3 separate regions of the Mus musculus genome follow, and regions 1 and 2 are each linked to region 3. The links are chromatin contacts, called in public ChIA-PET maps. All regions are on one chromosome and are shown on one strand. Each heading gives the region's core, a stretch centred on a gene start, on an enhancer-like site or on the middle of the called end of the contact. The rest is flanking DNA. Distances are from core to core; before and after follow the strand shown. Region 1 has its middle 15 kb from the start of Tmprss12. Region 2 has its middle 20 kb from the start of Nr4a1. Region 3 has its middle 14 kb from the start of Slc4a8.

Region 1 (2,816 bases), core at 227-2,726, 480 kb before region 3:
TTGGTTGCAAAATATTTAGAACAAATAAGGTAAAGGCAAGATGAGCCTTTGGTGACCTTGGGGGATGTGCTCTGAATTAACTTTGCTAGGTAATTTAGAATATAGGAGTCTCTAACATTGGACTGAATATTAGACCAGTCTAAGATTGAGTTAGAATGACTGGTCACACTGAAGAAAAGAGAAAATCATTATGACTCTATTAAATGACTAATTTTACCAAGTCAGTATGCACAGTCTCTGATGAACTATTGCCATAAAGTTAAAAGGCTAGAAGCTAGTCTAAACTGGAAAAATGACAAGCAAGGATGGATCTAAAACATGAATTTAATTTAGTTTTTTAGTCATTACAATCAGGACACTGAGTCAACTTACCTGCCAGCTCGTCACACGAATTAATATGTTTCTGCAGCGTTCTGTGTAGAAAACCTGTTTTTCCCTTTCCTAATAAGATAGCTGTTTTAGGATCAATCTATAAGCCAAAAAGTAGATCCCTTTAAGATACTATAAAGCATTTATTAAATTCTTTGCCATTTAAATATTAAATTTTGAAAATAAAGGTAAGATTTAAATAGTGTGCATGGGAATGCACTAAATAGTATGTACGGGGATACAATTTTTCTCTAGCAGAGCACAAGCTGACCTGTGAGCCATGGCTTCTGCTGAACTTCTCTGACTGTGAAAGGAGTTCCTCAGACAGAGGTAATGCTGATGGCATAGCAAGCAGGCCTGCCTTGAGTTCTCCCTTCGATAGACTTGGGATCTGGAATTGCAAGAGGAAATAAACCCTTTCTCCTGCTATGTTGCTTTTAGTCAGGGCATCTGCCACAGCAACAGAAATGAGATGAGGATTGGCTTAGAGCTCTGGACCCTAAGGACTAAGGGCTTGTGGCTTTTTTTTTTTTTTTAAAGATTAATTATTTACTGTATGTAAGTACATTGTAGCCCTCTTTGGACACTCCAGAAGAGGGCATCAGATCTCATTATGGATGGTTGTGAACCACCATGTGGTTGCTGGGATTTGAACTCAGGACCTTCTGGAAGAGCAGTCAGTGCTCTTACCCACTGAGCCATCTCTTCAGCCCGCAATGTCTTGACCTCTACAATTACATGGGCCAATTCCCATCCTGGCCTCTTTTGCTCCCCTTCTCCTCCCCTGCTTCTTTTTGGCTGGAGATCCCTGACTAATGTTGGTCTTCAGGCCTTACTCTGTGGAAAACAAGAGCTCTCAAGCTGTGCCTTGCTCTGAGTGACTCCATTTTATAAAACAATGTTTGGCAGAATGGCTCCACATCTTGTTTGCACATATAAACAAATTTCATCTATCCAGCGCAAACCATGGCACTGGCTGACAAGCAAGGTGTTGCCACCTACAAACTCAGCAAATTGAGACAGGAACTAACAGATACGTAAGCAGATGAAAACCACAGCAGAAAAGCGAGGGCTGGGAACTCATCAGACACAGGAGACCACAGAGCAGGCAGAGGGAGGCCCTCAGATGGATCCTATAAGAGAAGAGCCATTCTCACTGGACAGGGCCACAGCTACTGACAGTCCTCAAGAATCTGCAAGCTTAGCCATAACTGTCAACTCCTAACTGTCCCTGTGGCTTCAGCTTCTCTCTCTCTCTCCCTCTCTCTGTTACACACACACACACACACACACACACACACACACACACACACACACGAGAGAGAGAGAGAGAGAGAGAGAGAGAGAGAGAGAGAGAGAGAGAGCATTCGTGCATGCACATGCTCTCTTGACACAGCCCTCTCAGATACTTATGTCCTGACTCAGCTCTGTGCTCCCTCCAATAGAACAGATACAAAAATACCTCCTTTTTTTTACTTGGTGCACTCAGAAAATGAATACAGTTCAAAAACACAGAAAAGTGAATGGCATGTTGTGCTGTCCAATAGAAGTCTATGAAGAGAACTGTATTTATATTCAGCTGATGTAAGTCAATAATAGATTCTATTACTTCCCCTCTTAGCACAGGCTGGCCTGCAGTATGTAGCAAGGCCAACTGTCTCAGGGTTTGTACTGTTGAGGTAAAACACTGTCACCAAAAGCAACTGAGGAGAGGCTTTATTTCAGCTTATTTTCAGACTCTCAGGTCACAATCTATCACTGAGGGAAGTCAGGACAGGAACTAATGCAGACAGCATGGAAGGGCGCTGCTTCCTGGCTTGCTCTCTCCATGTCTTGCTCAGCCTGTTTTCTTACAGAATCCAGAACCACCTGCCCAGGATGGGCCACCTACCACACTGGACTGGGCCCTCTGCTTCCAACCATTAGTCAAGAAAATGTTCCAGCTGTTTGCCACTCAACAATGTGGTGGATTCTTTATTGGAGACACCGATGAGCAGTAGGCCTGTGGCACACCTTTCCTAGAAGCCGAGTTCCTCTTCCCTGGGTACTTTTAGTTTTTCTTACAGCTGAAAAGTTGTATGTGCTAATGACTGAGCCTGTGTATGTGGGAGGAAGGGGGTGGGTCTCAAGCACCAGCAGGATGCTGGCTTTGGTGAAGGGGCCATGCTAGATGCTGGCTTTGGTGAAGGGGCCATGCTAGATGGGGAGACTATAACTCTTTGAAGTATGAAGTGTTTGGGGAAGAGAGGGCAGGAGTGAAAGCCAGCCATGGTAGCTCAGGCCTTTAATCCCAGCATTCCAGAGGCAGACACAAGTGGATCTCTGTGAGTGCAGGGCTAGCCTGGTCAACAGAGAGAGACCCAGAAAAGCCAGTGCCTACATAGTAAGGCACTGTCTCAAAAAAACAAAACCAAAAACAGAAACTGCACGGTTTGAAGCCAAGTTAG
Region 2 (2,700 bases), core at 159-2,658, 500 kb after region 3:
CATATTATTCACTATAATTACTTATTTAAGTTTTAAGATAGTCTTACTTTGCCGGTGGTGGTGACACACGCCTTTAATCCCAGCACTCGGGATGCAGAGGTAGGTGGATTTCTGAGTTCGAGGCCAGCCTGGTCTACAAAGTGAGTTCCAGGACAGCCAGGGCTACACAGAGAAACCCTGCCTCAAAAAAATTAAAAAAAAAAAGAAAAAGTCTTACTTTATAGCTCAGGCTGGCCTCAAATTCAAGATTCTCTTAATCCTAGCCTCTTGAGTGCTGGGATTATAAATACAAGACACCATACCTGGCTCTGCTCTACACTGTAAAGCTCTGCACTAGGGATAGTGTTTAGTGTGGTGAATGTTATGTGTGTTATTATAACGCTGAATTATTTAGGCAATAGTGACAAGAACAAAACCTAGATAAGTCCAGTGCAGATGTAGTTTTGTCTTGTTTTCCTGAAACATTAGAACCCACCCCTGAAAATGACATTTATTTCTGGAGAAGCCTGGTCAAGACACCAAAAGCTCCCTGAGCTCTGACTACCTCCTGGGTAGCTTGGTTCTCCCTGGCACCTTCTCCTGGGGTTTGACCTGAGCCATCTGGGAAGCATGGTTCAGCAACCTCTCTATCTTTTTTTTTTTTTTTCTTTCTCCCCTCCTACCTCCAAGTGGTCTTATTTTTTGTTATACTTTAAAAAACAAACAAACAAACAAACCCCAAACAAACAAATCCAAACCTTAAACATCTACTTATTTTATGTCTGTAAATTTTTGCCTCTGTGTATGTATGTGCACCCCGTGCATGCCGGGTACCCACTGAGGTTAGAAGAGGGCGTTGGAACCCCTAGACTGGAGTTAATGACGGTCGTGAGGACCCAAATCTGGGTCCTCTTAGAGCAGCTGGAGCTCTGGACAGCCGAACCATTTCTGCAGCCCTTCTGTTTTGCTTTTATTCGGGGCAGGGCTTCTTGTAGCTCAGGCTGGCCAACTCCCAAATGCTGAGATTACAGGCCTGGGCTACCACGCCCAGCAATTAACTTCATTTTTGCACCATTGCTTGTGTGGGTCTAACGGAAAAGGGCCTAAGAATTGAGGACATTCACCTTTAATCGCACTCCGTGCCCCTCGGGACTGTCTGGAACAGATTTGGATGCCAAGTCTCCAAGCCAGCCGCGCTACGAGTTTCCACACACCCCCACCCACCTCCTGCCTGGGCCAGGCCACCCCCACCCGGGCAATGACGTCTATTTGCATGCACCAGCGCCAAAGGAAGCGTTGGCTCAACGACGATTTGCATGCTCTCACGCTATTGGCTGCGAGGGCGGCGCCGCAGCCAATGGCTGCAGCGGTGTTTACAGCGCGGCTTGGGTGATGTAATGGAATCCTGGCTAGCCCGCCGAGCTCCCTGCGGACTGCGCGGTGACGTAGCGGCTTCCCCGACCGCACCCGGCGTGCAGGGCCTGGCGCGGGCAGTAGGGGCATGGCTCGCCCGAGGCTCGGTGCTGCCCCGCCGCCCGCCGCGTTCCTTCCGGCTTGGTGTTCCGGTGGCGGGACCAGGGAAGGGAAGCTCGGGCCAAATCCGGTCTCGGGCGAGGTGACAGAAATTTGGAATCTGACACCGGAGGATGGCTGAGCTCCGGCTCCTCTGGGAGTGCAATTACGGACTTCGCACTTTGTCAGCCACGCAGCTCTACAGCCTTTGCTGTTGTCTGCGGGTGTCTGTGTGTGTGTGGGGAGGGGGGGGGGCGGGGCGGTGAGAGTGATTTTGTAACTCTAAAGTTACAGAGGGTTTTGTTGTGTTTTTAATCAAGAGCCCTGGTTTTGATTTGTGGGTAATCTTTCTTTAAACCTCGCCCATTTCCGGCCTGGTGACCTGGGCCACTTTCTCATGTTGACCCAGATGATCCTCAGTAGCAAGAACAAAAGGACAACAGATGTGGAAACACTCAATGAAGCACAGGAAGGGAAGATGGCCTCTCCACCTCCAATCCAGTGGCCTTCTAGAACTCTGCAGTCCTTGCAATAGTCTTGGGTGACCCCATTTATTTTTTTTTATTTTTTGCCTTTGAGTGTATGCTTAAATGTGGGGAATGGCGGGGGGACCCCAGCCAAGTAGTTATTGATCCTGAGGCTGAGGAAGGGACCTATGAAGGGAATCCCCTTTGCAGTCCCAGGCAGGGGAGTCCCTCTGGGCCCAGTGGGTTAGTTAACCCCTCCACATCCTCTAACCCAGGCAGGGAGGATGTGAGGTAACATACTGGCTCCTCAACTATAAGCAGCTGAATCCAGGTCACCAAGTATGCTAGATGGCCTTGGGCCTTGTGGCTCAAGGTGGCTTACTGTTTTTCACCCTTGGGACTTCCATCTTGTCCCTGTCTCATACCCTTGAAATTCCGGACAGCCTAACCTCCATGGGGTGTTCTTTCCATTTCTAGGCCTTTTTCCACACTATACCCCACATTCTTTTTCTCTAGGGTGGCCCCTCTTCCCTCATATATCCTTCCTTACTCTTAATCTGTCTTGACTGTGTAGATATCCCCTCATAGTAAAACTAGCTGCTGGGCTTTTTGTCTCCGTGTCTTTTTTTTTTTTAAGACTTATTTATTTATTTATTTATTTTTTTGTATATGAGTACACTGTAGCTCTTTTCAGACACACCAGAAGGGGGCATCAGATCCCATTACAGATAGTTGTGAGCTA
Region 3 (3,085 bases), core at 216-2,715:
AGGGCCTAAAAAGATGTTTTAAAGGTGTTAAATGCAAGACAGTGATTTACGTGCAAAACTTTGGGCTCACCGGGAAAGGACTGATAGTGGAGTGCCTTCTCCAAGGTTACCAAATACATATGAACAGGAGATTGTAAATATAATTCTTACTTGACAGTTCTCATAATTTGTTTATATTAATAGTCTATTAATATTAGAGAAAATGTCATTTTTTAAGATTAAAATGGGGAAAGGCAGTGAGAATTTTGGTTTCTTTAAAAACTCAGTTATGTTGTGTGAGTATGTTTTTGTTTTACTCTCAGGTGTGGGATAAGAGGCTGCTTCGCAGCAGGTGATTGTCATTTGCGTCATGCACTGGCGGGGCATACACTAGCTTCAGCTAGTTTAACTCTGGGGACTCTGGAGAGGCTATAAATGGGAGACCTGAGAGGCCCTGTGGCAGCAGCTGCTGCCCCTGCTGCTGCATTTGCTGTGGTGTTTGCTGTTGCTGGATTGCGGTACTGCTGGATATTTTGACGATGAAGATTGGATTTGCCCCCAGGGAACCCAACACCCTTAATAAACAGGACGTAGTCTAAAGAGGTCTACCCTCCCTTTCCCCTCTAACTTTCTTTCTTTCCTACTTGGTGTTGTAAGGGATTAGGGTGGAATAAACTTTGGAAGGGAATCAGAGATAAAAGGACACAATAGTATTTAAAACAAAACAAAACAAAAAAACAAAAACAAAGCAAAAAAAAAAAAAAAAACCCAGCCAACAGTCCACTTTGATTTTTGAGACAGGGTTTCTCACTAGCTTGGAACATACCAAGAACACTAGAGAACTTGTCTGCCTCCTGAGCTCCTGCTACCAGTGTGGCTCCTCCCACTCCTCCAGCCTTCAGGGTTCTGGGTTATCTAACTCAGCCGCTTATCATTGCAGGGCAAATACTTTAACCACTGAGCCGCCCTCAGGGTCTGACCTAACCCCCACCCCACCCCACCCCACCCCAGTCCCGGCTAGTCCCACCCCCGTCCCGGCTAGTCCCACCCCAGTCCCGGCTAGTCCCACCCCCGTCCCGGCTAGTCCCACCCCCGTCCCGGCTAGTCCCACCCCCCGTCCCGGCTAGTCCCACCCCCGTCCCGGCTAGTCCCACCCCCGTCCCGGCTCGTCCCTTTCAGAAAGAGTGCTTAAGCCGATGTGTGGATGTATTTTTCTCTATTCCCCGCCCCCCAACCCCCAATGGATTAAGTTCTTATACTGAGATCTTTGATCCATTTGGGGTGATTTCTGTACAGTATGAGGGGACTGTTTTCAGTCTTCTCTGTGTGGATATCCAGTTTTTTCTGGTGTTATTTGTTTTGAAGTTGTCTTTTATCTGAGTGTTTTATGGCTTGTTTGTCATACTAACGGCTGCTACAGCAGCACCCCTGCGAACACTGCCTGCCTGTCTGTTTTGGCTCCCGTATCAAGCTGTTTTTGTTACTTTGTAGTAGAACATGACCATACTTCCAGAGTCAGCCTTTTCATCGGACATTCGTCTATGGTGTCTATTTGTCTTTGGTGCTTGTTATCATTCCTTCTAGTCTCCGCCCCACAGTTACCTGGCAACAGCTCAATATAAATGGGGCTGCTTGCCCCTTCCTAGCTCTCTTACTCTCTGCCCCTTCTCTCCCTGCCGCTCTCCCTCTCTCCCCACCCTCCTCCTCCCTCTCTCCACGTCTTCCTGGCCAGTTCCACCCCCCCTCCCGCCTTTCTCTATCTCCCCTCCCTCCTCAACTCCCCTTCCCATGCCCTAAATAAACTCTGTTCCATACTATATCTGTTTATATATCTGGTACCTCAGGGGGAAGGGATGTCTTAGCATGGGCCGCAAAGGCGCCCTCTTCCACCTCACCATACCCAGCTCTAGCAAACATATCCTGGCGCTCTCTCTCGCTCTCTCTCTCTCTCTCTCTCTCTCTCATAAAACACAACATTGCTTATGCATTTTAGAATCTTTTTTCTATTTCTCAGAAGATTGGCACTGGCATTTTGATGAGAATTCCATTGAATGGTTGAAATTTGTTTGTTTCTAGCACTTCGAACTAAAAGAGTCTGACCAAAAATAACAATAACACCTATACTAACATTGCTCTTGAGAAGTCGATTACAAACAGTAAAGAGAGCCATGTACACTCAAGTTCAGGCCCAGAAGAGAGAAAGCAGGCAGAAGCGTCTTTGAAATGTGTCAGGAATGATTGATGTTTCCAGGGGCGTAGGAAAGGATCTTGGGAGCTGAGTGGTGACTACTGGACCAGTGTGGAAATGTTGCCAGGATGACCTGCTGTCCTAGGCTGTGAACCAAGCAAATTCCCAGGTAAGTCTTAATGATAGTTGGAAGTCCAGAGAGCTGGAGGCTTTTCTGCTGTGATCGGAGATGGTCTTCAAAACAGAAAGCAAGAGGTTGAGCTAGGACATCAAGAGTCTGCCTACTATAAGAGGCTGGGCCAGGACATCCAAGAGTCTGCCTACTGTAAGAGGCTGAGCCAGGACATTCAAGAGGCTGCCTACTGTAAGAGGTTGAGCCAGGACATTCAAGAGGCTGCCTAAGTCCCTGGGGGGTGGAGGATGGAGGTGCCCCTGCAAATGGCTGACAGCTAAATGATCCAACAGTGTCAAGAAGAAAATCTAGTTCAGCACAGCCTAGAATGGCCTGGGCTGGTTCAAAGCCCCAGAGTCTGACCCTGAGCGGTTTATTTTTGACATACTTCGAGAAAAGTTTCCTCCTGACAGTTATCACAGCAAAGCCTGAGACACACAACTACATCAAAACTCCTTTGCAAAGGGCATGTCTTTTGCAAAGCACGAGTGACCTCTTCTATACGAACTTGTTCTAGGGCTGGAGAGATGGCTCAGCAGTTAAGAGCACTGACTGTTCTTCCAGAGGTCCTGAGTTCAATTCCCAGCAATCACATGGTGCCTCACAACCATCTGTAATCCTCTTCTGGTGTGTTTGAGGACAGCTACAGTGTGCATAAAATAAATCTTAAAAAAGAAAAAAAGAAAGAAAGAGAGAGAGAGAAAGAAAGAGTTGGTTCTATTGCTAGAGAGACAACACTCGGGAGT

What was found. ChIA-PET counts read pairs in DNA pulled down with a chosen protein or histone mark.
Region 1: an RNA polymerase II ChIA-PET map of memory CD8 T cells shows a contact between it and region 3, with 8 read pairs. The contact joins two enhancer-like sites. A contact is called at or near these places in 1 of 484 Hi-C or Micro-C datasets (cortical neurons) and 2 of 115 datasets of contacts at active chromatin or transcription factors (bone marrow-derived macrophages and memory CD8 T cells).
Region 2: a contact with region 3 is called in an RNA polymerase II ChIA-PET map of memory CD8 T cells, with 47 read pairs. The contact joins two enhancer-like sites. A contact is called at or near these places in 9 of 39 promoter capture datasets (the 3T3-L1 cell line, the C10 cell line, the SN4741 cell line and 5 more), 9 of 484 Hi-C or Micro-C datasets (B cells, CD4 T cells, CD8 T cells and 5 more) and 7 of 115 datasets of contacts at active chromatin or transcription factors (Th17 cells, embryonic midbrain, embryonic stem cells and 4 more).

The regions. Positions count from the first base shown.
Region 1 is chr15:100,264,360-100,267,175 of GRCm38.p6, forward strand. No RefSeq gene overlaps it. Among named protein-coding and RNA genes, the nearest start is that of Tmprss12, 15 kb to the right of the region's middle. Within about 2 kb of position 1,477, at least 8 of the 459 cell types and tissues checked have an H3K27ac peak or open chromatin away from gene starts, as enhancers often do. A contact at or near this core is called in memory CD8 T cells, where this site is marked.
Region 2 is chr15:101,245,108-101,247,807 of GRCm38.p6, forward strand. No RefSeq gene overlaps it. Among named protein-coding and RNA genes, the nearest start is that of Nr4a1, 20 kb to the right of the region's middle. Within about 2 kb of position 1,409, at least 406 of the 459 cell types and tissues checked have an H3K27ac peak or open chromatin away from gene starts, as enhancers often do. A contact at or near this core is called in CD8 T cells, the N1E-115 cell line, Th17 cells and 3 more, where this site is marked.
Region 3 is chr15:100,746,251-100,749,335 of GRCm38.p6, forward strand. No RefSeq gene overlaps it. Among named protein-coding and RNA genes, the nearest start is that of Slc4a8, 14 kb to the right of the region's middle. Within about 2 kb of position 1,466, at least 111 of the 459 cell types and tissues checked have an H3K27ac peak or open chromatin away from gene starts, as enhancers often do. A contact at or near this core is called in CD8 T cells, the N1E-115 cell line, Th17 cells and 3 more, where this site is marked.